3 separate regions of the Sus scrofa genome follow, and all the other regions are linked to region 1. Evidence: chromatin contacts called from public HiChIP or PLAC-seq data. All regions are on one chromosome and are shown on one strand. The core of a region is the stretch at or near the end of the contact, and the rest is flanking DNA. Distances in the headings are between cores, read along the strand shown.

Region 1 (2,722 bases), core at 158-2,657:
TGTATATCTGAGTGTGTGCAAGGGAAGGACTTTCTAGGAGGGAAGCATGGAACAGCATGATGCCTCCAGGGAACAGCAGGGTCAGTGGTCCGTGTACTGAGCTGAGAGGGTCAACACTGGAGAGGCGGATAGTTTTCCACTTCTTTCCTTCTAGGTTCTTTGGCTGGTATATTGATATAAGATAGATTAATAGGAGAAAGACAAACCCAGGTTTACTAACACGTATATAGCTTCTGTGTGCATGGGAGAGACCCAGGAAACAGAGTAGCTATCCGAATGGCCAAAGCCATCACCTTAAACACAAAAGATGCTGGGGGTGGGAAGTCAGTTATGGGAGGTTCCCAGGCAAAGCACAGTAAAAGAGAGCGAGGTTCTTATGCAGATTTAAACCCTTATCTTCTCCTGGAGAAGAGTTTCTAAAATTTAGAGCCATCCTACTCTCCCTCCCACAGAGAGGGAGGCACACTTACAAATAGAAATTTCCCTTATAAATGTAAATGTTTCTTACAAAAAGGTAACTTATGCTCAGTTTTCATAGTTTCTCTCACATCTGCTCTTCTAAAAAAAAAAAAAAAAAAAAAAAAAAAATAGCCAGCTTAAAATAATCAGTATACCGGCGTTCCAGTTGTGGCTCAGCAGGTTAAAAACCCAACTAGTATCCATGAGGATGCAGGTTTGATCCTGGGCCCTGCTCAGTGGGTTAAGGATTCAATCTCTAGCCCGGGAACTTCCAAATGCCCAGGTTCACCTCCCTCAAAATAAAAGTCAATACACAGTCAGCAAAGCCTGTGGGCGCCTGAGAGGCTGTGAAGGGCTTTAATGAGTGGACTGGAGGTCACAGAAGAGCAAAGGACAGAGCAACTGAAAAGGGTCGAGGTTGTAAGAAGAATTTGGAGGGAGAAAACAGCAGGCCAGGTGACCAGCGCCCTGACTCACGCTGGACGCTTTCTCTTAGGTTTAGTCTTGTCCCACCAAGAAGGGTTCAGTCAACTGAACTCTTCCAGTGGATCCATGGCTGATGTTTAGCCAGGCCCAGGGCTGAGCCTGGGGTTACAGAGACTTCCCCAGTGCCAGTTAAGAAAAAGTGCCCACTCGGGGTAGCCGTGCCGCTCGGTGAGTGAGTGCTGCTCCAAGGTGAGCTCACTAAAGGTTCCCTCGTTGCCCCCAGGTGCTCCAGTGAGGATCTGTGACCTTTAAGGGGAAGAAACCTGCCCACAATCGCAACGGGAGTCAATCAAGTTCAGCCCAGGTAAGACGGGGCTGGCGCGGGTCTCAGCCCGGAGACCGGGGCCGGGGGAGCCCCGGGGCACTTGGGGGCACCACTGCAGGGGCGCGCCCTTGCGGAAAGTGTTCTGGCAGAGGTTCCGTCGGGCTTCGGGGCGGGGTCGGCCGGGTGGGACGCCCCGCCCCGCCCGCGCCGCGCCTGCCCATATAAGGTGAGCGCGGCCCCAGCGCCCTGGGAGAGCGGTTGTCGTCACCTGCGTCCGTCGGTTCGGTTCCCCCGGCGGCGGCGCAGCCCGCCCGCCCGCCCCGGGCATCCTTCCAAGGCCGCGCCCCCCAGCGCCTTCCTGCCGGGAAGCGCCGCCCCGCCTCGCTTTGCCTCTCCGTCTGGAGAGGCTGCCCTGGGGCATCGGCTCACATTAGGGCACTCAGGACTCGGACCGTGCCCGGCCCAGCCCGGGTCTGCGCACCTGCGGGTCCTGGAACTCGCCGAGCGAGCAGGCAGGGGTGGGTTTGGCCGAAAGTTAGAGAAGAGGGTAGTGCTGGGCTTCCGGAAAGCCAGGAGTAGAGTGGGAGGAAAGTCAGCCTCCTTTCAAGGATGGCCCAACCCGTCGGGCGCCTGCTAAGTGCCTGGCATCGAGCTCAGTTAAAAAAAAAAAAAAAAAAAAAGTTAATTGCTTCCACTAACTTGCATGGTATGGCTTAGTAAGAGCAATCACTCAAGAATCACAGGACTTGAGTCAGAATATTGCTATATTGCTTACTGGATCCGCCCAGGGGTAGGAAGTAACCCGAATCCTTGGTGTCTGAGTTCAGCCTTGGTCCCCGGTCTTGTTTGTCAATGTTAGGGGGGCATGGGTACAGTTTTTAAAAGCAGCGATGTGCTTATTTTTCTGCGTTGCAGTAAATCCTGGTTAGCATTAGGGAGAATGTCTTTTGCTGGATTTCTTTAACACATCCTTAAGCAATTTTTTTTTTTTTTTTTTTTTTAAAGCAAAGGAAAGATAGATCCCAGACTGGGAGCCTTGGGCAAGAGATAGGAGCTAGGTAAATTTAAAATTAAAAACACATGAGTTGTGTGTGTGTGTGTGTGTGTGTGTGAGATGATTTAAGAGTTTCCATTGGGAGTTTAGAATGACTTTGGCACTTGGCTTTCTATATATAGCTGGTGGTGACATAGTCCTTTAATATTTTTAGTATGAAAATGTTCACACATACAAGGGCATAGAGAATAATAGTACAGTGTTCACTTTCAAAATACATGCATGTTTTAACATGTGAACCGATTTTATTAAAGTATATTTGATTTACAATGTTGTGCCAATTTCTGCTGTACAGCAAAGTGACTCAGTTATATATATATATATATACTTTTTTCTTTTTCTGTCTTTTGTCTTTTTAGGGCCGCATCCACAGCATATGGAAGCTCCCAGGCAAGGGGTCTAATTGGAACTGTAGCTGCCGGTCTACACCACAGCCACAGCAACACTGGATTCAAGCC
Region 2 (2,700 bases), core at 56-2,555, 160 kb after region 1:
AATAGAAGCACCCTTGCACAAAGATTGACTTTGAGCACATTAACAAAGAAAACAAGTATTAACCTAGAAATGAAGTGACGTTATAGTCACTGAGTCACCTAGTGGCAGATTTCCAGATAAACCACACCTGACCCAGATAGTGACCTGGTCCAGCCTTAATGGACGATGAAAGTTCTGAGCTGATGGTTCAGAGAAGCAGCCTGGAACACAGAACATATACTTGGCCTCATCAATAATTAACCAGTGATACGTTTCAAAAAGCAGTTCTGAGATGCCACCTCGTACCCAGCAAACCAGCAACAACAAGAGCAGACTTACGCATCTGGCAGTGGTGAGGTCGCAGGGCATAGATGCTCTCAGTGCTGGTGGCAGTTCTACCTGGTACCACCTGGCTGTGCCCAGCAAGGGTCACACCCTTTCCCCTGGGGATCCCACTTGGGATTCTATCTGCCAAAGGAAAAAAGAAGCTTTTTCTCAAGATCTTTAAAGTTAAAGAGAACCCAAGATCTTTCAAGTTAAAAAGAACCCAACCTTTGTTGGACATGTGACCGTGCCATGGGGTGGGACTAACCTGGCAGGTGGCCATTGACCTGGACCAGTGAGTGTGCAGAGGATGGCGCCAAAGCACAGGATCCACGTCCACAGGAAGTGGTAGAAAGCAAACAACAACGCAGCTGGGGCGTTCCTGTTGTGGCTTAGCGAGTTACAAACCCAACTGGTATCCATGAGTTGCAGGTTCTGATCCCTGGCCTCACGCAATGGGTTAAGGATCCGGTGTTGCCATGAGCTGTGATGTAGGTCACAGATGTGGCTCAGATCCCATGTGGCTGCGGCTGTGGTGTAGACCGGCAGCTGGAGCTCCAATTCAACCCCTAGGCTGGGAACTTCCACTGCCGCAGGTGCAGCCCTAAAGAGAAAACAAAAAGCAAAAATGCAGCTGGACCAACGCTGCCCCTAAGAGTGCTTTGTAAATCCTAATGGTCAGAAGGGCAAAAAACGCTAAAGAGACACTGTGTCTTTACCATTTTGCCTTTTTATAATTAAGTAGGTCGAATATGGTGGCAGGCTGAGAACCAGCCACCAGTCCCCGTTGGCGGGGTGTCCCTGTGGGGGGGGGGTGCTAAGCCTCTTGTCCTGCCCCCAGGCTCAGATGAAGGACTACATGCGGGAGCTGGAGGACACGCGTGCCTCCCGCGAGGAGATCCTGGCACAGGCCAAGGAGAACGAGAAGAAGCTGAAAGCATGGAGGCCGAGATGATCCAGCTGCAGGAGGTGAGCTGGGCCCTGCGGGAGCAGGACCATCAGGGCCACCGCCCTCTGGCCAGCAGGGGGCAGCTCAGGCTCCCCCTTCCTGCCTGGGCCGCCGGGCCAGGCTCCAGGAATGGGGTGGTGCTTCTTTGTGAACCAGTGCCCTGCGGGGCTTCATTAAGGAGCAGGGCTCCCTGGTGTGATTAAAACCTGCGTGTGAATTAAACTGTCACCACTTGGGACAGGCTCCCTCGCGTGAAATGAGGCTCTGTGCTAATCACCACCGCCTGCCGTGACTTGGCTGGCGCCTGGCGAGGAAGGCTCCCTCCCGGAGGCTTACCCCACCGAGTGTCCCCCTGGCGACCTCGTCCCCCACACGAGGCAGATTGCGAAGGCCTTGCCTGGGCTCTGGGCGGTGAGGTCACTGGCTGCTGGGTTCGGCCCCCAGCTGGGCCAGGCATCTGGGCTGACATGACCGGCTGTGTCCTCTGCACGTGTGGGTCTCTGGCAAGGCCTCCTCAAGGTCAGGGTGAACCCCTTCTCCCCAGCCGGCTTTCAGAGCCCTGGCTCTCTGGCCTTAGCTTACGTCTCTGTCCTGTCCTGTCCCCCTGGCTTCCTGTCTGCCCGGAATGTGGACGGGCCAGCATCCTGTTCGGCCGGGATGATTCCTTATTTTTTGCAACATCCCCAGCACCTGGCTTAGTTTTTAGCCCCGAGATAGGGGGGTTATGTAAACATCTGGTGCCTAAGCTTTGACCTCAGAGGGGCTCATGAGAATGGGCTTCGTGGAGGAGGCAAGCCTGGGAAGGGCTTCGAGGGGAGGGGCCGGGGGCTCAGAGGACAGGGGACGGAGGAGGTGGGCTGTCGGGGCTGCACGAGGCCGCAGCAGGTCACGGTCTGGGTTCCCGCGGCAGGAGCTGGCCGCCGCCGAGCGTGCGAAGCGCCAGGCCCAGCAGGAGCGGGACGAGCTGGCGGACGAGATTGCCAACAGCAGCGGCAAAGGGTGAGCAGGGCCGGCACAGCCTGTTCTGCGGGGTGAGGAGGCGGGCGCGGGGGGTACCCCCTGTGGTTCGGCCCTTCTCACTTCTCCCATGCCCACCTCAGGGCGCTGGCGTTGGAGGAGAAACGGCGCCTGGAGGCCCGCATTGCGCAGCTGGAGGAGGAGCTGGAGGAGGAGCAGGGCAACACGGAGCTGGTGAACGACAGGCTGAAGAAGGCGAACCTGCAGGTGGGTGGCCAGGGCTTTGCCCGTGGCGGATGCCTCCTGATGCTCAGGGAGAATGTCCTGGCACCTGTGTCTCCTTGGCGCTCTCTCTCGGAGTTTCTGGGCCCTTCCTGGTGATCGGGGGCCCTGCAGGGTCCCACTGCCCCAGCCTGGGGCCCGTCCTCGAGGTCACCAGCCCTTCTTTTCGCAGATCGACCAGATCAATACCGACCTGAACCTGGAGCGCA
Region 3 (2,700 bases), core at 131-2,630, 230 kb after region 1:
TGAACAAACAATTTCTGGAAAAACAACTTGCCCAGGTTCACACAGCCCTTGGTGGGCAGAGCTGAGGGCAATACCAGGCCTTTTGACACTGGGTTTTTTTTTGTGGGGGGGATAAGAGAATTTAACAACCCCAAAGTTTGCCTCTGTCTGGATAAACACATAGATCTAAGATCACGCTCATCCTGTTATACTCCCGAGTCTATAGTTTGGCTTTTTTTAAAAATTGCTTTTTATGGTGACACCTATGGCATATGGAAGTTCCCAGGCTAGGAGTCAAATCAGAGCTGCAGCCGCCAGCCTACACCACAGCCACTCGGGATCAAAGCCGAGTCTGTGACCAACACCACAGCTCTCAGCAATGCCGGATCATTAAGCCATTGAGCAAGGCCAGCGATCGAACCCACATCCTGATGGATACTAGTTGGGTTCATTACCAATGAGCTACAGTGGCAACTCCTATAGTTTGGATTTTTACCTTAAAAAAAACCAGGGAATTCCTTTGTGGAGCAGGCAAAGACAAACAAACAGACAAAACCACAAAAAACAAACCCCCCCCCCCCCAGAGATCCTGCTGGGGATATTCTGCCGTGATCCCTTCTCACGTCCACCCTCCGGGCCGTCTTTCTGATTCTGGACACACAGGACCACCTCTTACATCTCCCACTACCACATCCTGAGCTGAGGCTGAAGCAAGGGCAGGAAGGCAAAGCCCTGCATCTCCCTGCTTGGACTGCTGTCCCTCCCCTCTCAGGGCTCAGTTTATCCCCAGGGCCTCACCCAGAGCAGACCCTCAGGGTGGGTCAACAAACCTTGATTCCTTGTATCTCAGAAGAAATCCCCATCACCATCAGCCTCAGCACCACACCTGGGGGGCAGCCTCCAGGAAGCCAGGACACAAGGAGGAGAGGCTCTAACCCCCACCCTCCTCCACCCCCTCTGCTTCCACCAAATTTCCCAGAGGGCTGAGCACCCCCACATCCACCAGACTCCTGGGGTCACCACTCACGTCTCAGGAGTTCAGATCTGGAGCTGGGCACACCTGAGCTCTGTGCTGTCTGGGGGCCCAGGGGGTGGGAGGAAGCAGTCAGACAAGCCTGCCTCCAAATCCAGGCTCTGCCACTGCTCAATGTGTGGCCTTGGCTCCATTCCCTGAGCTCTCGGAGCTTTGATTTCCCTTCCTCCGTAAATCAGTGACAACCACGCTTTTCTCAGAAAGTGGTCCTGAGGATGGGGAGGTGGGCGGGGTCCTCCCCTCCCCTGCTTACCCAGGAGTCTTCCTTGGGCTGAGGGTGAACACAAAGCAGCTCCTCTCACCGTGAGGATCTGGTCCCCAGCTGTGCGGCTCTGCAATAACCAGACACACCCTCTGGGCCCAGATAGAGCTGAAGAATCGAAAGAGAAAATGAAAGTGCTCTCTTCTGAGTCGCTCAGGTCAAACAAACACTCTGCCCGCCCACCAGGCCCCACCCTGGGCTATTCCCATCTGCCCTGCTGACTCCTTAGAGAACAACCCCAGCCCTGACATTCCAGGGTGTCCTTAGCTCAGCTCAGTCTGCCTCCCTTACTCACCTTTGTGCCATAAGCACTTGGCACAGTCCCAGAATATACCAGATGCTCACTGCATACTTATCATATTGTGGCTGCTCAATGTCACGCCCATGCCAGTTCTAGGCATTTGCTCACACTGGTTCTCTGCCAGGAACACCTGCTCCTACCACCTGGAAAAATCATGCTCATCTTCCAAAGCCCAAAGCTGACATCGCCTCCTCTGAGAAGCCCTCCGCGACCCTCCCCTGTGGAGTCCATTGTCCCCCGCTCTGCTGCCATGGAATCTGCGAGAGGGGCCTCCACTCCTTCGGTCAGGTCCCTCTAGACTTGTTCCCTGATGGCAGGGACAGCACCAGTACTTTCAGGTCCCAGCGACCTGCCCGAGGAGGCCCAGCCTTGGCGGTCAATGCCATTTGGATGGATGCAGAAGCTTGTGAGAAGGGCTGAGTGCGCTTTTCTACCCAGGTTTGTTTCCACTTGACAACAGATCTTCTCTCCAGGTGGAGGAATCTTGTAGGAAAGGCAGGGTGCTGGCAACCAGAAAACCTGTAAACAGAAAGCCAGTCCTGTTTTCTGTTTGGTTCCTGAACAAAGAGCCGCGGTGGACGGAGGGCTGAGCAGGCACCAGGTGCTGAGCTGGCACCATCCACACATTTCCTGTTTAACCCTCCCATCAGCTCCAGGAACTGCTGGCTCCATTTTACACATAAAGAAACTGAGCAGGTCCTACAGCCTCTAAGCCATGCAGCTGGACTGCTGTTGGACTTTTCTGATTTGCCCCCAAGGAGAAGGGACTACAGGGGCCTAGGAGCCCCACCCCCAACCCCCATGGAGGCCAGCCTCATCTTCGTCAGGGCTGCTTTATCCCTGGAAATGTCCCTGGGCCATTATGGCCTCTTCTCCCAGCTTTGAGGAGAGGCAGAAGGTTCTGGGTGTTATCCCATGAGGACCACACAGTACAGTTTGGTCTTGCAGTTACCCCATGATGCAGGCTAGGACTCTGATCTGATTTTGCAGGTGAGGAAGCTGAGGGGAGGAAAGAGGGAGGAGCTTTCTTCCAGCAATTCAGAGGAGAGGCCAAGATTTAACCCAAGTTTGACATTTGACACTTGCAAACATTGCTTCTTGGTTAAATTTTTTCAGTCACTTTTC

Evidence for each region. HiChIP or PLAC-seq counts read pairs in DNA pulled down with a chosen protein or histone mark.
Region 2: a contact with region 1 is called in an H3K27ac HiChIP or PLAC-seq map of alveolar macrophages. The contact joins two enhancer-like sites. A contact is called at or near these places in 2 of 2 datasets of contacts at active chromatin or transcription factors (alveolar macrophages and skeletal muscle).
Region 3: an H3K27ac HiChIP or PLAC-seq map of alveolar macrophages shows a contact between it and region 1. The contact joins two enhancer-like sites. A contact is called at or near these places in 1 of 47 Hi-C or Micro-C datasets (heart right ventricle) and 1 of 2 datasets of contacts at active chromatin or transcription factors (alveolar macrophages).

Annotation. Positions count from the first base shown.
Region 1 is chr5:11,287,499-11,290,220 of Sscrofa11.1, forward strand. It overlaps a transcript of TXN2 not described here. Among named protein-coding and RNA genes, the nearest start is that of TXN2, 24 kb to the left of the region's middle. Within about 2 kb of position 1,408, at least 62 of the 83 cell types and tissues checked have an H3K27ac peak or open chromatin away from gene starts, as enhancers often do. A contact at or near this core is called in alveolar macrophages, where this site is marked.
Region 2 is chr5:11,450,081-11,452,780 of Sscrofa11.1, forward strand. It overlaps MYH9 (myosin-9), which reads left to right. Exons shown (of 45, transcript XM_021091538.1): 38 at 1,145-1,238; 39 at 1,241-1,272; 40 at 2,163-2,251; 41 at 2,353-2,476; 42 at 2,664-2,700. Among named protein-coding and RNA genes, the nearest start is that of MYH9, 86 kb to the left of the region's middle. Within about 2 kb of position 1,306, at least 9 of the 83 cell types and tissues checked have an H3K27ac peak or open chromatin away from gene starts, as enhancers often do. A contact at or near this core is called in alveolar macrophages, where this site is marked.
Region 3 is chr5:11,521,966-11,524,665 of Sscrofa11.1, forward strand. LOC106510284 (apolipoprotein L3-like) reads right to left here. Exons shown (of 8, transcript XR_002343910.1): 5 at 1,266-2,094. Among named protein-coding and RNA genes, the nearest start is that of MYH9, 160 kb to the left of the region's middle. Within about 2 kb of position 1,381, at least 33 of the 83 cell types and tissues checked have an H3K27ac peak or open chromatin away from gene starts, as enhancers often do. A contact at or near this core is called in alveolar macrophages, where this site is marked.